Regions from separate parts of the Mus musculus genome. Here region 1 is linked to region 2. The links are chromatin contacts, called in public Hi-C maps. All regions are on one chromosome and are shown on one strand. Each heading gives the region's core, a stretch centred on a gene start, on an enhancer-like site or on the middle of the called end of the contact. The rest is flanking DNA. Distances are from core to core; before and after follow the strand shown. Region 1 has its middle 6.3 kb from the start of Gm13025. Region 2 overlaps Arhgef10l (Rho guanine nucleotide exchange factor (GEF) 10-like).

Region 1 (5,403 bases), core at 2,141-4,640, 100 kb after region 2:
TAGCAGTGGCTGGCCTTGAACTCCTGATTTGAGTGCTTCCACCTAGGTTTAAAGGTGCAAAGTTTACAAGTGTGCACCACATGACTGCCCTCATCCTTGTATTTTATTTTACTTTTTGACATTTGTAGTGTGTGTGTGTGTGTCTGTGTGTGTGTATCTGTGTGGACTGGGAAGGAGGAGACAGAGCCTTCAAGTTTGGATGCCTGGGAAGCACGGGGTCTCCCCATTGCCCCCTATATCCTAAGTCATCACCTGCCTGTTCGGAATCTTGAAGGGGTAAAGAGTTGTGGTCAGGAGACACATTGGGTGATGGTCTCCGGGCTGCATGGGTGCACAGTGGGGCTCACCTCCACCTCCTCATTGGCTTTTGTAAACAAGGCTGAGCCTCCCTGTGTCGTGGAGACAGATACTGTGTGCTACCTTCATTTATGGGACAAGCCTTTGGGCTGGCCCAGAGGGTCTCCAACTCTCTCCACCCCTCCTGCTCAAATGGCGGCTTTGCCCAAGGAGAGCCACACGCTGTTCCTCTGAGCCCCGCTCCTGCCCTGAAGTGTCACAGCTTGACTTTAAGAACTCCTAGCCCTGGGTGGAGACATAACCAGACCTGCAGCCAGGGCCCCTGTAATCTTCCCTGTAAGGGAGAGATCAAACAAACCCAAGTTTGAGTCCAGCGTCTTTACCAGCCACAGGACCCTCCCTGCACAAGCCACTTGACCCCTTGACCTCTCTATGCAAGGCTGTAAAACGGGGGTGAAGACACTTAGCTGTGAAGACCATTGTGCAACGTGAGTGAGCTCAGTCACAGAGAGAAAGCACCCAGGTGCAGAGGAGCATTTTGAGGGGACAGTGGGGGTGCCCTTTGTTCTGTATATTCTATCAAACCAGAAAAACCTTGGACTTTAGTGTGTGGTATTGCACCTCTAATCCCACTCAGAAGGCTGAGGCAGGAAGATAGTGAGTTTAGGGCTAGCCTGGGCTACCTAGAAAAAATAATGTCTTAAGAATAAAAAAAAAAAAGGAGTTACAGAGACAAAGTTTGGAGCTGTGACGAAAGGATGGACCATCTAGAGACTGCCATATCCGGGGATCCATCCCATAATCAGCTTCCAAACGCTGACACCATTGCACACACTAGCAAGATTTTGCTGAAAGGACCCAGATATAGCTCTCTCTTGTGAGACTATGCCGGGGTCTAGCAAACACAGAAGTGGATGCTCACAGTCAGCTATTGGATGGATCACAGGGCTCCCAATGGAGGAGCTAGAGAAAGTACCCAAGGAGCTAAAGGGATCTGCAACCCTATAGGTGGAACAACATTATGAACTAACCAATACCCCGGAGCTCTTGACTCTAGCTGCATATGTATCAAAAGATGGCCTAGTCAGCCATCACTGGAAAGAGAGGCCCATTGGACTTGCAAACTTTATATGCCCCAGTACAGGGGAATGCCAGGGCCAAAAAGTGGGAGTGGGTGGGTAGGGTATGGGGGACTTTTGGGATAGCATTGGAAATGTAAATGAGGAAAATACCTAATAAAAATATTAAAAAAAAAAAGACTGAGTGTGGTAGCACATGCCCCTAACCCCCTGCACTTAAGAGGTGAGGGGTTGGAGCCGGGCGTGGTGGCGCACGCCTTTAATCCCAGCACTCGGGAGGCAGAGGCAGGTGGATTTCTGAGTTCGAGGCCAGCCTGGTCTACAAAGTGAGTTCCAGGACAGCCAGGGCTATACAGAGAAACCCTGTCTCGAAAAAAAAAAAAAAAAAAAAGAGGTGAGGGGTTGGAATAGGAGGCTCAGAAATTTAAGGCTAGCCTGGGCTACATGAGACCCTAGGCTAGGCTCAATGGTAGAGCATTTGCTTTGTGTCTTAGTTGGGGTTTTACTGCTATGAACAGACACCATGACCATGATCAAGGCAGCTCTTATAAAGACAACATTTAATTGAGGCTGGCTTACGGGTTCAGAGGTTCAGTCCACTATCATCAAAGTGGGAACATGGCAGCATCCAGGCAGGCATAATGCAGGAGGAGCTGAGAGTTCTAAATCTTCATCTGAAAGCTGCTAGCAGAATACTGATTTCTAGGCAACTAGGATGAGGGTCTTAAAGCCCATGCCCACAGTGACACACATACTCCAACAAGGCCACACCTCCAAGTAGTGCCACTCCCTGGGCCAAGCATGTTCAAACCACCATACCTTGTGCGTCCTGGGTGCTGGGATCATGGGTCTGCACCACTACGACTGGCCTTTTTTTTTTAAAAAAAACAATGTGTATGGGGCTGGTGAGATGGCTCAGTGGTTAAGAGCACCCGACTGCTCTTCTGAAGGTCAGGAGTTCAAATCCCAGCAACCACATAGTGGCTCACAACCATCCGTAATGAAATCTGATGCTCTCTTCTGGAGTGGCTGAAGTCAGCTACAGTGTACTTACATATAATGAATGAATAAACAAACAAACAAACAATGTGTATATGTGTATATCTGTGCACTTGAGTGTATGTATTTGTAACACGTGTGTGCCCCAGCCTATGAAGCCTGAAGAAGTCAGAGTTACAGACAATTGTGAGCCATCATGTGGGTGGTAGGAATCAAACCTATGTCCTCTGGAGCACCCAGTGCTCTCAATCACTGAGCCACCTCTCCAGCCCCATCTCCATGATTAGCTAAATATTGCTATGGAGACAGCCAGTGGGCCACCCTTAACTCTGCAGACAAATGTCACCAGCTAAGGACAGCCACAGAAGATGTTACTCCTCCCAGAACTGGCATGGTCCATGAAGGGCCAAGAAGGGACATGGGGGAGGGGAGGAAAGGACCAGAGTGGGCAGCCGTGGGCTAGCACTGGGAAGCGAGGAGGAAGGGCAGGAGCTGGCCGTATGAGCCTAGCCTCAATCTCACAAGGGCTGAGCAGTGGAGGAAGGAAGGAAGATGGGGTCAAAGGTCACAGGAAGAATCTCATGGACTAGAGAGAGTGGGGGTGGAAGTTCTCGGTCCTTCCCAGGAGAGGCTACTGATCTGGGTCCCCAGCCTCTTCCAGGGCTCACAGCGACTCCCCAAGACCTCCTGCAATCCAGCATGGAAGCTGCACTGCACAGGCAGAGGCCCATGGCAGAGCCCTGTCTCCATCCCCAGCTGGGTCTGTCCTACGCTGAAATGCACCAGGCCTTTCAAACTTCCCTCAGCATCCTTTTGGAGCTCAGAGTGTATGGAAGGCGGAGGGGGGGGGGTGTAGACTGGGAGGGGGACTCTCTGGAACTGCTTCTAGGAGCAGGATGGAAGGGGCTCAGCCCTAGGAGACCAGTGACTGCTGAGCCTGCATCTCTAATTGTGGGAACCAGTGCCCTTCACTCCTCACTGCGTTTCCTGAAGGAAAAAAAAAAAAAAAAACAAGGTCAAAGGTCAGACCACGAATAGGATGAGTCCAAGACACAATCTGCCCACTTGAAAAGGCAGCCCTGAGCCGGGCGTGGTGGCACACGCCTTTAATCTCAGCACTCGGGAGGCAGAGGCAGGTGGATTTCTGAGTTCGAGGCCAGCCTGGTCTACAAAGTGAGTTCCAGGACAGCCAGGGCTATACAGAGAAACCCTGTCTCGAAAAACCAAAAAAAAAAAAAAAGAAAGAAAAGGCAGCCCTGGGCTTCCCCATGGGTCAAAAGCAGGAAGAGCCATTTTTAGCTTGTCACTGTGAGGAAGGGCTCTAGCTCCAGGGTGGATGCGGCTGAAGGCACCTCAGTGTCAAAAGGCTACCTCCCCGATGTATCTGGCGCCCCCTGCTGGTCACCGGGGACACAGTCTCCAGTTCAAAGGTAGGAAGCAGCTGGCTGCAAACAGAAAAAAAAAAAAAGTCAGGGTGGGCGAGGCTGAACCGCCCCTGGGGTCTCACACAGTTCACCCCAGCTCTCATGGCCCTGGGCTGCCCCATTGACGCTGCTCACCTGGGGTGCTAACACACTCCTACAAACTCTCAGTGGGAAGGTCTACGTCTACAGGCAGGCAGACTCCAGACACTGTGGTCCAGGAGGCTGGCTTACAGAAGGCCGTGGGATGCCCTCCGTGTTCATTGGCACTATCTCTAGTGGAGCTGAGGTGTAAGGCCTGACTACCCTTGGCCACCATGGTGAGAGGAAGCGCCTTCGGAGTGCTCTGGTCAGCAACGGGACTGAGGCCCCACACAGCTGGCATCAGCTGCAGGGCACATGTGTAGCGCGGTGCTTCTAGATGGATCCAGCACCAGCCACCAAGTCCCCAGCCTTCAAATTATCCCCACTGACGACCCAGACACTATAGAGCAGAGGCAAGGTGAACTCACTGTGCCTTGAGTGATAAAACCGTTCATCCTACACCATGATGTTAGGGGTGGAGCAGGCTCATCACAAAATAAGTAAATGGAGCTGAAGATGAAACACAGTGGGTGAAGGGCTAGCCTCGGATACGCAGAGCCCTGGGCTCAATCCCCAGGGCTGCATAAACCAGGGCAGGCAGGCCTGCACTCCCAGCACTCAGGAAGTAGAGACAGGAGCATGAGGGATTCAGGCTCATCCTAGCTACACAGAAAGTTTAAGGCCAACCTGGGCTACATGAGACCCTGTTTCAAAAAAAACCAGCTGGGTGGTGGTGGCACACGCCTTTAATCCCAGCACTCGGGAGGCAGAGGCAGGCGGATTTCTGAGTTCCAGGACAGCCAGGGCTATACAGAGAAACCCTGTATCAAAAAAACAAAAAAACAAAAAACAAAAAACAAAAAAAAAAACAAAACAAAACAAAACAAAAACCAAAGAATAGGGCTGGAGAGATGGCTCTCAGCAGCTAAGAGCACTGGCTGCTGTTCCAGAGGAGGACCTGGGTTCAAACCCAGCACCCACAACCATCTGTCATTCCAGTTCCGGTAAAGCCTACACCGTCCTCTGGCCTCCACGGGTACCAAGCTCACCCATGGTATATAGATCCACATACAGGCAAAACACCCATGTACAAAGCTAGGTAAATAAATACCCTTAAAGCAAGGAACAGAGGCTGGGCAGTGTTGGTACACGCCTTTCATTCCAGCACTCAGGAGGCAGAGGGAGGCAGATCTCATAACACTAGGGTTTGGGAGGCAGAGGGTCCTGCTTAGGGTTACTGTTGCTATGACGAAACACCATGACCAAAAGCAAGTTGAAGAGGAAAGGATTTACCCCTCCAAAGTCAGGGAAGGAACTCAAGCAGGGCTGGAACCTGGAGGCAGGAGCTGATGCAGAGGCCGTGGAGAGATGCTGCTTACTGGCTTGCTCAGCCTGCTTTCTTATAGAACTCAGGACCACCAGCCCAGGGATGGCCCCACCACAGTGGGCTGATGCGTCCTTACTTACAGGCTTCCCTACTGCCCAATCTTATGGAGGCATTTCCTCAGTTGAGGCTCCCTCCC
Region 2 (5,655 bases), core at 2,822-5,321:
GAGAGCCTGCTGCAGCCCAGCCCAGAGGCAGCAAAGCTCCAGCACCCAGCACCTTCGCTTAGCCAGGCACCAGGCAGCACAAGCTAAGACCTTAGGCCCAAACCCAGCCAGGCCAGGCAGTGCAGAAAACCCACACCAAGGCATTAACACCGGGGAGCCAGGCCTAGAATCAGAGTCACATGCCTGAGTCCCCAAGCCACAAGCTACCTACCTGTGGTTGGAGGGCCTGGAGAAGAGACAAAAGGGGTAAGTGTTACTGAGACTGCGCACTCCTGTGAGGCTGAGGACTCTGGGGGTGAGCCAACGGCCTGGGAAGCAGGCATGGAGGGAAGGACAACTCCAGAGTGGAGGCCGGGCCACCTAGGCCAGGTGTGACCAGAGGGCAACTATCCAGAAGGCCTCACTGGGGCGCAACCCGCCCTCCTCTCCGATTCTGACAGCAACCTCCCCAGCCACTCTGGGATCCAGAACAGAAACTCAGCAAAGTTAAGTGACTCAGCCACATTGACAAACCAGGGTCCCCAAACTTGAGCACTTACACCCATTCCTCTCATATGATCAACCCTGAACACTGTAAGGCCGAGAAGAGCGGTGGTCATGCTCCCACCCCTGCTGCTGGGTGTCTGGATATAATGAGACATAAGACTCACAGTGCCGGGGACTGTCCCGGTGGCTCAGGGGATAACGGAACTTGCCACCAAGCCTGCTGACCTGAGTTTGATCCCCAGGATACAAATAATGAGAGGAGTGAGAACTGACTCTAAAGACTGTGCTCTGACCTGTGCATACATATATACACATGCACACATACATGTACACACACATATACACACATGCACATACTCATACACATATGGGCACATGCAAATGCACACACACACACACAAACATGCACATGCACATGTGCACACACATACACATGGAAACACACATGTGCACACACACATATACACATATACATACCTGCACATGCACACACACATGAGCATTTACATACACAGACACACAGACACACAGACACACTGACACACAGACACACACACACACAGTGAGTACCCAAGCTGGGAGTGAACACTTCCTGTGAATTCCCCTGCTGAATGAGGTCTGGGCCTTTGCAGAGCGTTGAGTCCCGGCTCCCATGGCCTGGGGCAGGGCAGCCCCAGCTTGTTACATCACCCAAATAGTCAAAGGTCTTGACATTTGTGTGAATTCCTGTGCTAACCATATGTGAGGTCCCAGCAGCAGCCACAGGCCACCTTCCTCACAGCCCAGTTCCTTCTATCTCAGGCTAAGCCCACAGCCCAGAGCTTCTACAGCCTCCCATGGGCTGGAAACCATGCCTACAGGGCAGAAACACACTCCTCTGGGTGGGCTCTGAGTGGATACCAGCAGCCCTGAGACCCCGGAATCCCATGTGAGTCAAAAACGCAGGGATCTGGGGTAGATACAAGGAAGACCCTCTTCAGTTTCAAGGCTGTCAGGCTGAGGGATTAAGGGAAACTGTAGCACACAGCTCTGGCCCGGGAGTAACAGTAAGTCTGGGGTCAGAGATGCCCCTACCTAGGACAAAGCGGGGCGTGAGGGAGGTAGAGGAAGGTGAAGAGTCTGAGACCTAACAGGGTTATGGTGGTGCCATGACGGAGGCTGGGGAGAGGGAACCAAACAGCAAAGGTCCCTGGAAGGGGACGTCCCACCCTGTGCCAGGCTCTTACTTGAAGTTGATGTTGGCGCAGACCAGCATGTCATTGAGCAGGAAGACCCTGCGCTCCTTGGACTTGATCAGCTGCCCTCGGTCTCCATACACCGTCTCAGTCAGTGTCTCACACAGAAGCAGCTGCCGCTGGCCAGAGGTCAACAGCTGGAGAAGGGAAGGAACAGAGAAGGTCAACACTGAGGGTGTGATCCGGGATGCTCCCCAGACAGCCAGGCCAGAGGTTTGGAACCTCTCCCACCTCGTAGAAAAGAAGATCCAGGATAGTGTATGGTAACATACATATGCCTAAAGTAGCTGCAGCACTTGGGGAGTGGGGGGTTGGGAGGGGTACCATGAGGCTCAGGCCAGCCTGGACTACACAGGGACTACACTATCTCTAAAGTGGCAGAAGGCCCAGGGTACAGCTTAGCTGGTGGAGTGCTCACCTTTTATACATCAAACCCTGGGTTCCAATCCCCTGTACCACATAAACCTAGTGTGGTAGCACACACCTTCGATCCCAGCACTTGGGAGGTGGAGGCAGGGGGATGGAGAGTTTAAGGTCATCCTCAGCTACACAGGGAATTTGAGGACAGCCTGGGCTAGAGATTCTATATTTAAAACAAAACAAAGATGGTGGCTGGAAGAGGTAGAGGACCCAGAGTCAACATCTGTCACTAGATAATAAGGCACATTGGACAGAGAAGGCCAGGGCACACACATTGGGTTCTCTGTTCCAGGGAGATGGAGGGGAGCCTGGACAGCCACTCTTGCCAGAGCAGAACCCAGCAGTAGCCTCTTTCTCAGATGAGCTGGCTCCTGCCATCACACACACACACCACACATACACGTACACATACACACACATACCACATACCACACACCACACACACACATCACACACATACACACACACACACACACACACAAACACCACACATACACAACATATAACACACACATACACCACACATACACAACATATAACACATACACCACACATACACAACATATAACACACACACCACACATACACACACACCAAACACACACATATCACACCACACACACATCACATACCACACACACACCACACCACACACATATCACATACCACACACACATACACACACACCACACCACACCACACCACACCACACCACACACACACACCACACACATACACACACACCACACACACATGCCTTAGGATCCTGTAACCACCCTCAGCAGGTACCTCCACTGCTCAGATCACACAGTAATGAACATGGTATCTACTGAGTCTAGCTAAGAAATTCACAAAGCCGTTACACCAGGCAAACACAGACCACGGTTCGAAGGCCACAGCAGAGCACACTGAACAGGCCCAGGGCGCTCCTGAGTGTGGCCCTGGGAGGGTATAGGACGCCTTAGCTTTAAGCGTGCAGTGGTCACCCACTGAGGACCCTGTTGTTTCAATGCCAATGTTTAAGACCATCTCTGTCATGGAGAGACATGGTTTTTCGGAGACACTTGACCTGGAAGTGACCCACACCATCCCTTGCAGAGGATGAAACAGAGTAAGGGGGTGAAAATGGATCTTCCAGTTAACCATGCCTGTTCTAAAGAAACCAACGGCTCTCAGAGCCCAAGCACCTGAATCAACGCACCCCACCTCACTTGTACCACCCCCAAAGCATGCCAATCCCTCTGAGAAATATCCTTTTCCTTATAGGGTTTTATGGGGGGGGCTGTGAAATCTGTTACCGAATGGTGTGATTCTGATTGTCTTGGTTCCAACCTCGCCCTGCTGGCCTCCCTCGGAGAGGACCCTGCTTCCCAGAGCACTCCTCAAGGAGACACACCAACTAAGCTCCTAGCGGCAGTGACCCTGCTGCATGGTGGGCACTGTGGGACTCAGAAGCATCCCACACGGACTTCATCCGCTTAGCGCCCCTAAGGTACAGATTCTGCATGTGCACAGCGCCTACAACGCCCCGGCACCCAGCACCCACACAGGAGAGACACCCTCTGCTTTGTCTCCCTGCATTGTGTGGCAGTGCCCAGCTCTGCCACAGGAACTGGAATGGTTACGCCGTTCCCACCTTACCGAAGCCTCGAGGTCCCCCACGTCTCCCCCACAGTGTCCCTAAGCAAGGCAGACCCAGCTCATGGAAACACAACCCAGCCCGTGACCTTCCGCCTCCACCATAGCAGCCCCGATTGCCAGGACCTACACTGGGAAGAGGAAAGTCCCTTGGGCATCAGGCCTTCAGCCCTGTCCCTTACGCAGATTTAAAAAGGGAAAGAAAGCCTCGCTGTTGCCCCAGCGTCCCTCTGGAGGCTCCTGAGTCGGCTGTTTAGAAACAGCTCACGGGGCTCTTTCTGCCCACTCCCAGTTTCATTTCCGCTTCTCTCTGGGTGATGGACAGAGGCCAAACACTGATCCGATCCTCGACAGGACCAGACTGTCCAAAGACGCCCCTGGGCGGGAGGGCACAGCGTGCAGCCTGACGCCCTCTCCGAATTAGCATCCACACGTGGCCAGCTCAACCTTCACACAGAGGGGGAAACTGAGGCTCAGATTATCCATCCCCTAGCCTGATATCAAACTGGTCTCCCTAGCTACCTCCTACTATGTCTGAAGGCAGGCGGGCGGGTGGGCAGGCAGGCAGGCAGGCAGGCATGCATGCATGCATGCATGCATGCAGCAGAAGAGAATAGAAAGCTCTTCCCAGGGCGGTACCAACTGATGTCCCTCCCCCTGGTGGGCATTATCCACTGCTAGAAAAAGCAGCCTCTCGAACACAGAGGCCAGCACAGGGAGCTTTGGGAATTGACGCCCTCTCTCCAGAGACATTCCAAAATGGCAGGCTTGGGGCATGAGGAGTCAGTACTGTCCGGGGAGGGGAGGCACTGGTCCCCAGGGAAGCCATCCTGAATGGGAAGCTCCCCAAAGAAAGGGCGCTGCTCCCCTTTTTCCTTGCCACACACGCCAGATTCTGGGCTCCCAGAACAGAGGAAGCAAACCGGATGCCGACAGGTACCCTCTGTGAGACGTCACAGTGAGATCAACCGGAAGTGGGCAGCCGACCTCAGGTGAAAGGAACCACACAGGTCGGGTGGCACGCCAGCTCTTCCAGCCCTCGAATCTGAGGCTCATGGCATGCCATACTTTTTAAATGCCTCCAATGGCTTCCACTTTCTTAAAAGAACAACGAGGACCCAAGCGCGCCTGCAACCTGCCTGACTGTGGCTCAGAGGGGCCACGGCATGGGAGTGCCTGAAGCTCAGGACTTCGGGACCTCAGGTGACCCAGCCCAGCCTGATCCCGTGACCAGCACTGAAGGTCATATACAAAAGTCAAAGACTGCGGTCCTAGCTATCGAGCTCACCACACAGGCAAGCGTGGTGACAATAAGGAGCAGCCATTTCCCAGGCCACCCTCCTGGACAATCTTTCCACACAACTGAAATCTCTTCCTAGCAACAGCCAGCCATCAGCCTTTGGGAGTCCCCAGGACATCAACCATTTCCTGTGACCTCACACCATGTCCCCTCTCTGGAAACACCCATCTGGTAGGCCCTGGAGAGGTCACCTCACCAGCGGACCATCCCTGTCTACCTCATCCTACAGTCAGTAAGCGTAGGGTCTCCAGGCCTGCGTGGGGCAGTGAGGGACTCACACCAAGCCCCTCATGCTGGCAGGAAACAGAAGGACTGCAGCCCACAGCGACTGATCTTGTCTTTTCTTTTTTTCTTATCTGTAACCCTGGCTGGCCTAGAACTCCCTATGCAGCCCAGGCTGGTCTGAAACTCTGGCTCTTCGTACCTCTGTCTCCTAATACTAGAATCACAGATGTTCACCAGCACGCTGCCTGAAAACCTGCATTTCGACCTCAGTGAGGAAAGCACTTGCTTAACGTGCATAAAATCCTAGGTTCCATCCCCAGCACTGCAGAAACTGGGCATGGCGGTGCACGC

The links. A called contact is a pair of places that touch in the nucleus more often than the background predicts.
Region 1: a contact with region 2 is called in a Hi-C map of bone marrow-derived macrophages, with 44 read pairs. The contact joins two enhancer-like sites. A contact is called at or near these places in 8 of 39 promoter capture datasets (the 3T3-L1 cell line, cranial neural crest, embryonic stem cells and 4 more), 33 of 484 Hi-C or Micro-C datasets (the 63-12 cell line, B cells, CD4 T cells and 23 more), 12 of 115 datasets of contacts at active chromatin or transcription factors (the HPC-7 cell line, Th17 cells, acute myeloid leukemia and 6 more) and 5 of 9 other capture datasets (adipose tissue, embryonic stem cells, liver and 2 more).

Annotation. Positions count from the first base shown.
Region 1 is chr4:140,670,786-140,676,188 of GRCm38.p6, forward strand. No RefSeq gene overlaps it. Among named protein-coding and RNA genes, the nearest start is that of Gm13025, 6.3 kb to the right of the region's middle. Within about 2 kb of position 3,391, at least 8 of the 459 cell types and tissues checked have an H3K27ac peak or open chromatin away from gene starts, as enhancers often do. A contact at or near this core is called in bone marrow-derived macrophages, where this site is marked.
Region 2 is chr4:140,568,545-140,574,199 of GRCm38.p6, forward strand. Arhgef10l (Rho guanine nucleotide exchange factor (GEF) 10-like) reads right to left here. Exons shown (of 29, transcript NM_001290803.1): 16 at 1,713-1,858; 17 at 212-226. Among named protein-coding and RNA genes, the nearest start is that of Gm42335, 34 kb to the right of the region's middle. Within about 2 kb of position 4,072, at least 34 of the 459 cell types and tissues checked have an H3K27ac peak or open chromatin away from gene starts, as enhancers often do. A contact at or near this core is called in bone marrow-derived macrophages, where this site is marked.